2 separate regions of the Sus scrofa genome follow, and region 2 is linked to region 1. The links are chromatin contacts, called in public Hi-C maps. All regions are on one chromosome and are shown on one strand. Each heading gives the region's core, a stretch centred on a gene start, on an enhancer-like site or on the middle of the called end of the contact. The rest is flanking DNA. Distances are from core to core; before and after follow the strand shown. Region 1 holds the start of LOC102162880 (pre-mRNA-splicing factor ISY1 homolog). Region 2 holds the start of CNBP (cellular nucleic acid-binding protein).

Region 1 (6,663 bases), core at 1,296-3,795:
CTGCTTACAACATGGACTAGTCTAACATTAGGATTTTTCACTTGTGTTGACAGTTACTGTGCAGGAGTGTGGGTGTTATCCCAAATCAGGATTTTCATGTGAGATTTTCCGGTTTTTATACCATAACATAAGTCAAAGCAGCACATAGGCCAAATTCATTCTGCCGGCTAGAAGTTTACAGCTGAGGATAGATAAGATAAATAGATATGTGAATGCTACTAGGATGTGAGTACAGTCTTATTACTACAAAAGTGCTGTTAAAATTTACGGGGCAGCTAGGAACAGTGTAAGTTAGGGCTGCTGGCACAAAAGGCAGTGCAGCCCAGTAGTCCCTGCTCTTACTTGTTCAACCATCAAATCTTACATGCAGCCTATGCCAGGGCTGGATGTCAGGGTGGAGATTAAAAATAAAGGTAAGATTACTGTAAGGGGAAGGCCTGTACAACTTGAACCCAGGGATTTAAAAGCTACATGAGCTTTTACAAGTCCTGCAAAGCCCCTTAGCCTGGCCCAGGCGACTGGACACAGGAATTAGGTTAGGCCACATCCTAGACCTGGTTATAGAGCATGTGGGTTTTCAGAACAATTCAGAACTTTACATACATCTGTTTTGAGCAATTCTTTTTCTTTTTATGGCCATACCTTTGGCATATGAAACTTCCCAGGCCAGGGGCCAAGTTGCAGCTGCAGGCCGACATCACAGCCACAGCAACACTGGAGTTGAGCTGCATCTGCAACCTACGCTGCAGCTTGTGGCAATGCCAAATTCTTAACCCCCTGCGTGAGGACAAGGATGGAATCTGCATCCTCACAGAGACTATATCAGGTCCTTAACCCACTGAGCACAATGGGAACTCCTTGAACAATTTTTATATGTACTGTCTCCTTTAAAACCACATCTCCATAAGGCAAAAGTGCCAATTTCATGGATGAGAAAATATGCCAATTTCACAGCAGAGTAAAAATGAGAGGTCAAAAATATTGTCTAAGGCTATAGGAGCTAATAAGGGGTGGAATGAGGTTGTGAATCCAGGCTGGCTGAACTGTCTCAAATGACAGGTAGTCTTGGAGTTCTCGTAGTGGTGCAGTGGAAATGAATCTGACTAGGAGCCATGAGGTTGTGGGTTTGATCCCAGGCCTCACTCAGTGGGTTGAGGATCCCACGTTGCGGTGAGCTGTGGTGTAGGTCGCAGACACGGCTCGAATCCTGAGTTGCTGTGGCTCTGGCATAGGCTGGCGGCTACAGCTCTGATTTGACCCCTAGACTGGGAACTTCTTTTGTGGAGGGTGTGGCCCTAAAAAGACAAAAAACAGCAGCAGGATGAGCAGAGGAAGGACTTTAGCAGACTGGCAAGATAAATGGATCAGCATGCTGTTTCAAGTACCAGGAAGTCAGACTCTCACTGATTTCAACACTAAAGGGAATTTACTGGTTTACACAACTGAAGATTGAGTAGTGGGCTCCAGGTAAAGCCTGAAATCTTTCAGCAACTCAATGACTTCCACGTACTAAGGACTGTCTGCCCTTGGAGTCTGAAAGTGGCTGTCAGCTAGGGAAGGACCATCCAAATGATCACAATACTTCATTTCTGAGTTCAAGGTGGCTGTTCCCATAGTCACCAGAGAAGGAACGTGGGTACTTTGCATGGTACCGCCTAAGCGACACACATTCCTTTCATTCAATTCCCACTGGCCATTATTTATTAGCAGACTCATATCTAGCTGCTGCGGAGGTGCGACGGCCATAGCCCCTCCTAAACGTTCACGGAGAATACTGGTCATAGTTCAGGCCTGACCCTGGTGCCCATTCCCAGTACGTGTCCGTCCTGCCTGATGTGGTGCTTCCTGACTGCGGCCGGTGTGCCAGTGGCAGAAGTAACCGCGGCGAAGCACCGTGCTTGCAAAGGGCCAGCCGCTGTAAGTGGCTGAAGTAGCCACCAGCCCTCGCCTGAATTCCACACCACAGTTCACTGCAACACTGACACCCTGTGGGAGGAGCCAGCAGAACCATCCGGATCGTGGCCTCTCCCCTGCCTTCCCGGTCCTTGACTAAGGACCTTCCGATCCCAGCAATGTGCCCAGCACACACCTACCGACTTCCCCTCTGCGGGCAGTGATACACCACCTCTCTCATCAGCCTCCTCCAGTAAGTGCGTTTTTCTTCCTTGGACCTTACATTTCTATTTTAAAAGAAAGTGACCTCAAGCACTGGTCCAGCTCTGACCCCGCGATTCCAGGAGAAAATCTCAGAAAAAGCATAGGCCCCATGTAAATGCCAGAGAGGCGGGCAGGAGTTGACGAGGCCCGCACACGGTGTGTCTGTTCTTTCAGAATCAGACAGGGTCCGCGGGACGCGTAACTACTGCGGCGTTCGAAAGCCCGCACCTCCTTAGACGCAAATGCAGAGCGAGATCCGAAGTTGCAGCAGTTACTGCTAGAAATCTCGCGTTTTATCGCGAGAGCAAAGCCAGTGGACCAGCCACGTCAGTCACATTGCGCAAGCGCAGTTCTGCCAACGTCCTTTTTTTTTTGTACGTGCGCTTTGGTGCGCCGTCCAAACGCCATGGTGAGGCTGTCTAGGGGAATGCGCGTTCATTTCCTCCCCCTCCCCAGGCCAATTCTCCGTTTTGCTTCCGGTCGCTCACTTCCGGTCCTTTCCATTTTTCCGTCCGATAGAGAAACTGGTGGTGCTTTCAACTAAAGTCCGGTTCCTATTAGCCGCGCGTCGGGAGGTGAATCTACGTGGGTTGGGGCCGCTGGGCCCAAGGGCGGCGCTCTCTCTCGCATCATGGTGAGTAGGGTTGGGAGTAAGGGGAGAGAGCGGTAGGCCGTGAGGGTGCCCGGCCTGGGGCTCTCCGGCGGCCCGCCTGCGTCCTCCAGCTCCGCGGCTGTGACGCGGGGAGTCCCTTCCCGTCTCGTCTTCGCTCACAAGTTGGGGGAAACTGGACCTCGGCAACCGCCCTGTCGTCCGCAGCCGGTGTGGAGCGCTGTAGTTACTCATCGGGAAAACCGAGGCTGGGCAGGCGCCAGGCCGGCCCCACGCCGTTTGCTGTGTGTCTCCCCCGACTGGATAGACACTCGCAGAGCACAGGGTCTTTCACCGTAGCTTAGTTAACGTCTCACTCGGTGCCTTGGCGCGTCGTCTGCGCCCAGGAACGGAAAGAGTGCTACATAGTGTCGTTGCAGGAGGTTGTGAATCCTTAGGGCAAAAGCAGCCGTTTCTGTTCCCCAGGCTTTGGACGATATGTCCCGTACTGCTGCTTCCTGCTGGCCGGCTCAGCCTCGAGCTTCGTTTCTGAACTCTGACAAGCCTGGGGCATTCCCGCTCTCCTTTCCCTAGCCCGGGAGAAGGATCCCTGGGCCTGGATGTTTCTGGCTTCAGGAGTGGTTGGGTATTTTCTGTAACTGCCCTCATCATACCTTCACATTTGCGGTTGTACAAGCCCTCATCACATCATACATTGTTTTGAGGTGGAAGTTCCTATGAGTTCCCGTAAAAGCAAGAACCATGACCAAAATTCTAGTACCCAGCATGCTGTTTTTTAAGCATGGAGTCATTGTGGAGAAACACTGAATTAAATACTTAGAATGTGTAGGCTTTGATGACTAATTAAGGTGAGGACAGCCTCAGCCTTCAAGATGATGGCTTCTCCTGGGACAGCCTCTCAGTTTTATCCCTTAGTAGATATGTGTTCACTTTTATATATAAGCATTTGCCAAATTTGTTTCTCTGTCCCGTGAAAAAGAGGGTCAGAAAGATTTAAATCGATCTCACTTTTGCTGAGCATCTACAAACTGCATGCCGGGGAGTTCTCATTGTGATGCAGTGGAAACAAATCCGACTAGTATCTGTGAGGATTTGGGTTCAATCCCTGGCCTTACTCAGTGGATCTGGGATTCGGCATTGCCATGAACTGTGGTGCAGGTCACAGACCTCGCTTTGGATCCTGAGTTGCTGTGGCATAGGCTGGCAGCTGCAGCTCCATTTAAAAATAAACTGCATGCCAGATGTCTTCAGTTACTTATTAAATCATCATGACAGCTCTGTGAGGTAAGAGGTATGGTCCCTGCTATAAAGATGGGGAAACTGAGGCTTACAGAGGCAGTTTCTCAGGGATGGTTAAGTGGAAGAGCCAGGAGTAAAACTCAAGTCCTTGACTCAGCAAGTCCACCTTCTACTTAAAATACAACCGAGAAAACATATGCCCCTGCCTGACAATGTGTTTCAAGGATAATTGACTTGACATTGGTGAAGCGGTATTTACATAATACTCACTTTTACTTTTATTTTATTTTATTTTGTTTTGCTTTTTAGGGCCGTACCTCTGGCATATGGAGGTTCCCAGGGTAGGGGTCAAATCGGAGCTACAATTGCCAGTCTACGCCACAGCCACAGCAACACAGGATCCAACCCATGTCTGTGACCTACACCACACCTCGTGGCAACAAGGGGTCCTCAACCTGAAACGAGGCCAGGGATCGAACCCAAAGCCTCATGGTTCCTAGTTGGATTCGTTTCCGTTACACCACTACGGGAACTCCTAAATCTCCCTTTTAAAAGCCAGTCTTTCCTTCACAAATTCCACTGGCAGGGGACAGACATGTGATTCTGGGTGGAAAGTGCATGATAGGTGTGAACCCAGACAGAGAGGAAGAAGGAAAAAAGGTGTCATGGGAGAATTGTCTGGGATGGTGATGACACAGGTGAATTCTGAAGGATGAGTAGAAGTTAGCTAGAGCCAAGGGGGTGGGACAGTGGAGGAGTAAAGATTTTAGGTAGAGGGGGCAGCCTCAGCAGGACTTGGACGTCTTGATTTTTGCTCTTGTTACTGTACTAGTTCACATGTTCTGCTTGTGACTTATCTAAAGTAGTGTCCTTGTGAAACGTATATAAAAAGGAAATGAAAAAAAAAAGCTCTTTCAAACATGGGCATTTTTCTTCCCTCCTCTCTCCTTTTAGGCCCGAAACGCGGAAAAGGCCATGTAAGTGTCAACTTGATTTTGTCTGTGAATTTTATGCGGCTTAATTAATTACCACCACAGAGCCCTTTTTTCCTATGGTCTTTTGGTATATGTTCCTTTTTCTACAGATGTTGCAGTAGTATTCATATATTTGCCCATTCATTTTCCCTATAGTGTTTTCTTTTTTTTTTTTGGCTGTGCTCTTGGCATGCAGTTCCCAGGTCAGAGACTGACTCCTTCCTACAGCAGTAACCTGAGCCACAGCAATGACAAAGCTGAGTCTTTAATTACTAGGTCACCAGGGAACTCCCCCGTAGTATTTACTTTTTTGAGGCCGCACCTGTGGCATATGGAAGTTCCCAGGCCAGGGATCGAATCCAAGCTGCAGCTTTGACCTATGCCACAGCTGTGTCAAAAGTAGGTGCTTGACCCACCGTGCCACAGTGGGAACTCCACCCCATAGTGCTCTGACAGCTGCTGGAACTTAAACTGGATGAACATTTGCTCACCTGGGTGGTGCAGGGGCTTTAAGAGTGCCAGCTGCAACACTCCGTAGTATTAGTCTTTCAACACCTGAATGTGTTGGTCACCACAGTGGTCTGATAGGTTGTTTCCCACAGTTCTTATGATACAGTGTAGGTAAATAGACACTTGGGTATTCAGAAACCCAAATCCTTATAGACCTGACTCTTAGGAGCATGGAAACCCATAACTTCTCTGTGGTTTCTCAATTAAAATATATATATATATATATATACAAACACACATACATACACACACACACACTCTGAGTAACATTCTGTATGGTGATGAGCAGATTTAACCATCCAGGAACTTTGGGATAAGAAATCTGTGAGCAGGATCTAACAGAGTCTTCTCTATTCCCGGTAGGACGGCCTTGGCAAGATTTCGCCAAGCTCAGCTGGAAGAGGGAAAAGTAAAGGTCAGTTTAAATCTTCCTCATGACTTTGAAAGCGTCAAGGACAAGTGTGGTAAAACTCCCTCGTGTGCAGACTTCAGACTCCACATCTTCTTGTATCTTGTGTGTGTTTCCCTGTACCTTAGGAGCTTGTCCACTAGAGTCCTAGGTGTGGCTGTGTTGGGGCAATGTGATGGTCTAGCTGCTTGTACTGCTCTCTCCAATGTCATGTGTTGACTGGGTTTCTGTATTGTCTCAGCCCTGTCTAACATTGAATAGTAGGAAGTGGGTGTGCGGTGGGGAGCAGCACTAAGTTGGGACCAGTAAGTGACCCCAACTCACGAAGACTCAGCCAGGTTGGGGTGACATGTACCATTCTTTGAATAGTCCCCCTTTCTCTTTAAAATATACATATGCCTGCACACAGACCTGTATGCACATGCACGGACACATGCGCATGCACACATATTTGTATGTTCTAAACACTGCTAGCTGTCATTTCTTAAGCTGGTATAAATATGCCCTGAAATGGATATCACCTAGTGTGTGTACTTAGCTGTCTTTCTGTAACAGTTGACCCTGAACAACATGGGTTTCAGCTGTGTGGGTCCATTTATACATGGATATTTGTCAGTAGTAAGTATGACAGTGTAACATGGTTTGTGGTTGGTGCATGCAGAGGAACCTTGAATACTGAGGGCTGATTGTAAGAGATATACTTGGATTAACCCACCCACTGCTCAAGGGGAGGTGTTTTAGATTTTAAGTCATTTCCAGCAGCT
Region 2 (6,663 bases), core at 2,878-5,377, 84 kb before region 1:
GGAGGGCCCTGGGTCTTCCCTCAGGCACAGTTCTGGGCCCCTCCGTTATTCTCTGAGAAATGCACAAACCCGGGGTGGCTCCTACCCTCACCATCTCTGCTATGGTAGATGTCCTGCCAAACCCAAACCCCCCAAGGGATGGGTCAAGGCCACTGTCCAGCTGGCCCCTCCATCCACTCAGAGTCTCTTGGGGAGCTCCTCACTGAGAAGGGGCAGGACTCTCAGATCTGGGGATACTAAACCTTATGGGGTTTTTTGGAAAGCAACTGGATGTTTGTTCAGTATCCCAACCCACTCCCATGGCCCAGCCCCATGGGACCCACCAGGGAAGACACCAGGGCAGAGCTGGAGACGCTGGGCACCTTGTCCACAATAGCCTGCTTCATGTAGCGCTCGATGGCCTGCAGCATGGTGCTCTGGTGGGACAAGGGGTGGGGCAGGAGGCAACCTGTCAATCCCAGCCACCCTCAGGAGCACAGGGCACAGTGTGAGGAGGAGTGGGGACCCTGTGTGTCTCCTGTGTTCCTGAGCCCCTAGAACCCCCATCACCTGGCTGGGCCATCTGTTCAGAAGCCAGGGACAAGCTAAAGCACACGAAGGATGAGACCCAGAGGCGACTGAGCCGGGAAAAGAGAACAGCTCAGGTGTGGGAGACTCACGTCTGTGATCTGGCAGAGGGCACGCACGGCTGGACCACGGTAGTTATCTTCCTTCCCAGTCATGTCCTTGGTCAGACTGCAGGGGAGAAGGTGCTGTCCACATGCAGGGGCCAGACCCAGGCCTGTTCCCCTGGCCTGCACCTGGCCCACCACCCCCAGCTCCGACACCACACTCCAGTCTCCTGACCAGCATCTGGCATTGTTCATCCTTCAAGCCAAACTTCACACAGCAGAGAGATTTTCATAAAATTCAAAACTGACCGGGTCACTCCCTGCTTTGATTAAAACTTTCTGAGGCTTCTTATTGCCATCACCACCAAGCAAAAACTCATTAACAGGAGTCCCCAAAGAGCCATGTTCTCTCCCCTCAGGCTTTGGCACCTGCATTTCCCCTGCCTGGAACCCACCCCCCACCTCTGTCCCGATATTTTTCACTCATTCTTCAGGACTCCACTCAGTTCCAGGAGGCCTTTCCTGCCCAAAACTCAAGCTGGATATCCTCCAGCCCTTGTACATCCCCAAGGTCTTCCTAAAGGTTATTTCTCTAAATTCTGGGGATGCAAAGGCCATGTCTGTCATGTTTGCTGTTCTATTCCCAGAATTACACACAGTGGCTGGCAGACACTCAGTACATATTTTCTAAATGAAAGTACAACATCCCTCCAAACTACAGCAAGAAGAAATAAGAGCGCTGAGCCCAGCTCTTACAGGCAAGGATTATATTCTAGGCACATCTGTCCCTTGCATCACTCAGCCTAACACTCAGTGGGCAAACCAGTACTTAGCAAGTCTGTCTGTCTGCCTCGTGCATCCTTTATGTCTAATCTTTCTGCATCCTCTCTGGTACTCACTGGACTCTGTGAAAGCTCCAAACTGCCTCAGTCAACAAAGAGAAATCAAAGGAAGGAAAAGTGTTTGCCTAAGTTAAAGCCAGAGAATTAAAAGGGAAACCGCCCACCCTGGAAGCTGTTATGGTGGGCAGGGTAACTGAAGGACAAGGGAGACAGGAGAGGAAAGGTGGAAAGGGCACTGCCGATATGTCAAACTCAAGCCTCAGCTCATGAGAAGATGGCCTGTGGCAGTGGACTGCATCACAGACCTCTGACTTGCCTGCTGGTGACGATGATGACATCCTCTGCGATGCAGGACATCTCCTTGATGGTTAAGTAGCACATCCGACGGAGAGTGGGCTGGGCAAGAGATGCAAAAAGCCCTCTGACCCCAACTCAGTATGAGCACCAGGGTTAGGACAAGAAAATGCCAATTAAGACAGAGGCAGCCTCGGTGACTGGGGGGCCAGCTTTCCTTGGCCCTCCCACCACCTTGTCCCAGCTGCTCCCTTTGGAGGAGAGCAGGGGTGGGGGCACTTACATCATTGGACTGAAAAAGTTTGGTCATGGCAAAGAAGGCTTCAGTTGCTTCAGTGGTCCCCAGGTGCTCCCCCTGTTGTAATGAAGAAAGAGGTCTCAGCTTGGCACAGATGGGTCAGAAGGCTCTTCCTGCCAGATCAGCCCTGGCTATATCCTCAGATCCTGCACAGGCTCCATGAAGAGCAACACAGGAGGAATTCCCCGATGTCACAGCACATTAAGGATCTGGCACTGTCACTGCAGCGGCTTGAGTCAAGGGTTCAATCTCTGGCCTGGGAACTTTCACATGCCATGGGCACAGCCAAAACATAAAACAACAACAACAACAACAAAACCCAGTAACACATCAGAGGTAGATGCTGAGGGTATCTAGAGCTAGGCTGCTGGCTACAAGCACAAATGGGCCGTGCAACTCCCCGACATATACCCAGCACTGTTTTCCCCACCCCCAAGCCTCACCCTGTTACCTGGTTTATGAGGTAAAGGATCTTGGTGAGGATGTGGGCACATTTCCGAGGGTTGACGGGGGTTTCATTAAACACACGGGCCTAAGAAGAAGCAACCAAGAAAGACTACGATCTTCTAGTTCAATTTCTTTCCCTTCCATGACTACCCTCAAACACATTCAAGATTGGAGAAGTCCCAGGTAAATAGACACACTGGCCAGGTAACCTAATTTTCATAAGAAAGAGTTTTGTTTTGCTTTTTTCTTAATTCATTTATTAACAACTCCTGAAATTTTCCATATTAGCTGGTGATGTGCTTACTTAATGACTAACAGATACTTATAAAATAACTGGAAGGGGAAATGAAGACAAACAACAAAAAAAAGATAAGCATAATGAACTCTCTCCAGGAACAAAGTTTCCCTGTTTTTCCAAGAACAGGTTTTTTTCCCCTACTGTTCTTTAAACCAGAACTTTGAATGTGTTAGTATTTTGATCACTCTGAGTGTGGACATTTATGATGGAAGGGACAGGGGAGCAAATAACACTTGCCTCCTGGAGCACTGCACTCTTCTCGAGGTGCTGGAATGGGTTGGAACCTCCACCTATTGTCAGAGAACAGAGAGGACTGAGTACAGGTTGCGACTCTGAATTTCAAAATTCTCCCAGTCGCAATCAAGGGAAAGATGTCGCACTGTCCATCCAATGAAGTACCAACTTCTCAGAATGGCAATCACAACCTGCCAATAGATCCTGCCACTCTCCTGCAAGGGGGTTCCTGCCACTGCAAACCACTTCACCCAGCAGCCCTGCACAGTCCTCCTGTGCCTCTCATAGTGCCATATTTTCATTTATGCAATTGGTACTTAACCGGGTCCCTACTACGGGTGGGACCACCATCTCCCAGTGATTAGAATTTCTTCATAGCAGGTGTTATGCTTGTAAGTTATACAAGTGATTATTTGACTGATATCTGTCTCCACCACTATGTCTGTGACCTATCTAACATTCCCGACTTGGGCACTGAGTGTGTCACTTGCTCTACTGCAGTGACAGGGCACTGAAAAGGGCCTGGCTCCTCAGACCACGTCCCAGTGCAGCCAGCACTAACGCAGCCCCAGCGAACCCTCAGAGAAGCACTGTTTTCCCCACCCGGCCCCTCCTTGGACAGAAGGGGAAACTGAGGCCCAGAGAAGCGAGTGACCCGTCCAAGGTCACTCAGAGAATCGTGGCTGGAGCTTCCGAGTGCAAGGCAATGGAGCATGCTCAGGCTCTCCGAGGCCTGTTGCTGACCCGCGACGGACCTCACAGAAGCCGCTGTTCCTCCCTGGGCCTCGGGGCAGGACAGAGGCCCCAAAGGGGGCCCGGTGGGGAGGGTGCTGGGAGTCTGCGCGGTCAGGCCTCCCCCGGGCCTGGCCCCCCTCACCCGATTCCTCGTCCTTCTTGTCGAATTTCTTCAGCATGGTGGTGCCGGCGGGAGCGCGAAACAGCACTCACAGAGGGACCCTGCAGCTGGCAGCGACAGTCCGGTAGCAGTTCAGCTCCAGCCACTTCCGGCTGGCCACGTCGCCCGGCGCTATGCGCAGGCGCACTCCGCGATCTGCGCATGCGCACGTGCCGCCGCCGCGTCGGGCGTTAACCCCGTCCCTGCTGGGGAGAAGCCGGGGCTAAAACTCCGGACCTTACGGCCTCCTCCGCTTATAGACGTCCACGCCTCACCGCCTGGTGGCGCGAGTTTAAACGGACTCCCAGAGGCGAGGCCCTAGCACTCTGGCAGGAGAGGAGGCCCACCTCCGAGATGCTACATGTCTTGTCACTTTCTCCGGTAGGCCTGCCAGCCTCACCTCACTTTCAGCCCCATTCCCGGCCGGATTTTTCTGCCTAGCCCGAATGGTCGTCCAAGACACTATATTCTATTCGTCCTTGATTGCTCTTTTACTCCCTGCCGTGGATGATGTTGGCGCACGGTACATGCTCAGTAAATTGTTGCTTGAAATAACGCATGAAGTGGCTCTTACAATTCACCTTTGCGCACCGCGCTCACACCTGCTCCAGGTGCGAACCATTTGGTACCGCGTTAACTTCCAGGGATCTAACTAAACTGAGATCTACTTATCTACTGCGCAGCAACTTCAATGTGCTCTTTCAATCTTCGAGTATTTTGCCAGCACCTATTGGATGCGTCGCCTAGCGCTGGGGACTGGAAGGGACTGGAAGGGAAAACACGGCGCCCCGGGTCACTCTCCGCGGATCTGTGAGGACACTCCCGGGCCAAGGTCAGGACTTGCGCGGCGGCGGGCAGAAGTCGGCTGGCCGGAGGGGCGGTGTGGAGGGAACCTAGATGAGCCCGGGCGGGGGTCCAGGTCCTGGGGTGGGGGCGGTTAGGGCGGGGCCCCCAGGTGATGGGGAGGGGTCAACCTCTGGGTCTGGCATTGCAGAGGCTGAGGCTCCTGGCTGGACGCAGCGGAGTGACGGGGTAGCGCGGCGAGGGAAGTGCGAGTCTTGCACCAAAAATTGTAAAGAGCCAGAAAGATGAGCAAAATCTTTAACCTCTAACCCCACCCCTTGTCCGTAGAAAATTCTCAAGAGTTAAGTTGCCCACTGCAGCAGTTTGCAGCGAGATAATCGGAAACACCCTAAATGTCCAGCAATAAGTGGATGATTAAGGGAATTGTAGGACGTCCATCGGATGCTGTCATCCACATCATTTATAAAGGGATATTTCTGATGACTTGTGAGGCAGTATCCAAGCTTCTTATATAAAGTGAGACATCAAAAGGGAAAAGCAAGGTGTAAAAGAGTTCATAGTTAAGGTTAAATAAACATGGCTCGTGATTAAAAACCAGAAAAGAACCCCAGAGATTTGGATTGTTAAAAAGATGAAATATAGATGAATTGTGTTGAGTTAAAATATCCTTTCAGAGTGTGATATGAATTCTGTAAAATCACATACCAAGGAAAATTTTTATAATACTAATTTTTACAATGAGAATTGTGTGTTGTGACTCCAGCTCTGTGTATAAGCTAATATATAATTATAGGGTTTTATTGGTTTTTTTTTAACTGTAATGTACATTCTTCATGATAATTGTTAAGTCCTTTGTAGAAACAGAGTACAGAAAGTATAGGAGCAATTAGGGAACTCTGAATAAGATTTGTAAATTGGATAATAGCAATATCCTGATTGTGATAATATTTTTTATTAATTTTACTAGTTTTTAAAAAATTGAGGTATAATCCTCATACCTTAATGTTACCCTTTTATAAGCGTACAGTTCAATGATTCTTAGTATATTCAAAAGGCTACACCCATTACCACTAATTCCAGAACATTCTCCATCCCTCACTCCTCCCCCCCAACCATTGATCCGTTTTCTGTCTGTACGCATTTGCCTATTCTGGATATTTCATGTAAATAGAATCATGCATTGTATGACCTTTTGTGTATCTGGCTTCTTTTACTTAGCATAGTGTTTTCCAGGTCCATCCACATCATAACATGAATCGGTACTTCACTCTTGTTAATTGCTAAATAATATTCCATTTTACGGATACATATACATTTTGTTTATCCATTCACCAGTTAAAGGACACTTGAGTTGTTTCCACTTTTTTACCTCTGTAGATAATGCTGTTATGAACATTTGTGTATAAATTTTTGTGACATGTTTTCTCTTGAGTAGATACCTAAGAGTAGAAATGCTGGTGGTGTGATAACTCTGTTTAACTTTTTGAGAAACTGCCTGATTTCCAAAGCATCTGCCCCATTAAATTTTCCCATGAGCAGTGTATTAAAGGTTGTAATTTCTCCATCCTCAACCACACTTATTGTCTTTGTGTTTTAGCAATTATAGTGGCTGTGAAGCGGTATGTCATTGTGGTTTTGATTTGCATTTCCCTGATGGCTAGTAACATTGAGCATCTTTTCAGATACTTTTGGCCATTTGTACACCTTCTTTGAAGAAATGTCTGTTCGAATCCCATGCCCATTTTTAAATTGAGCTATCTTTTTTATCAAAGAGTTATGAGTTCTTTATATTGTATGGATACTAGACCCTTATTAAATGTGTGATTTGTGGAGTTCCCGTCGTTGCTCAGCAGAAATGAATCTGACTAGCATCCATGAGGACACAAGTTCAATCCCTGGCCTTGCTCAGTGGGTTAAGGATCTGGCGTTGCCCTGAGCTG

What was found. A called contact is a pair of places that touch in the nucleus more often than the background predicts.
Region 2: a contact with region 1 is called in a Hi-C map of skeletal muscle, with 5 times the contacts expected there. The contact joins the promoter of CNBP here to the promoter of LOC102162880 in region 1. A contact is called at or near these places in 4 of 5 promoter capture datasets (fetal liver, liver and skeletal muscle), 23 of 47 Hi-C or Micro-C datasets (alveolar macrophages, brain, embryonic fibroblasts and 11 more) and 2 of 2 datasets of contacts at active chromatin or transcription factors (alveolar macrophages and skeletal muscle).

Annotation. Positions count from the first base shown.
Region 1 is chr13:71,618,717-71,625,379 of Sscrofa11.1, reverse strand. It overlaps LOC102162880 (pre-mRNA-splicing factor ISY1 homolog), which reads left to right and starts at 2,545. Exons shown (of 12, transcript XM_021069415.1): 1 at 2,545-2,566; 2 at 2,677-2,791; 3 at 4,961-4,983; 4 at 5,854-5,905. The coding sequence starts at 2,789.
Region 2 is chr13:71,704,491-71,711,153 of Sscrofa11.1, reverse strand. CNBP (cellular nucleic acid-binding protein) reads left to right here and starts at 4,127. Exons shown (of 5, transcript XM_021069428.1): 1 at 4,127-4,751. COPG1 (coatomer subunit gamma-1) reads right to left here and starts at 4,057. Exons shown (of 25, transcript XM_021069417.1): 1 at 3,902-4,057; 2 at 3,028-3,080; 3 at 2,497-2,577; 4 at 2,031-2,102; 5 at 1,770-1,849; 6 at 660-735; 7 at 324-416. The coding sequence starts at 3,938.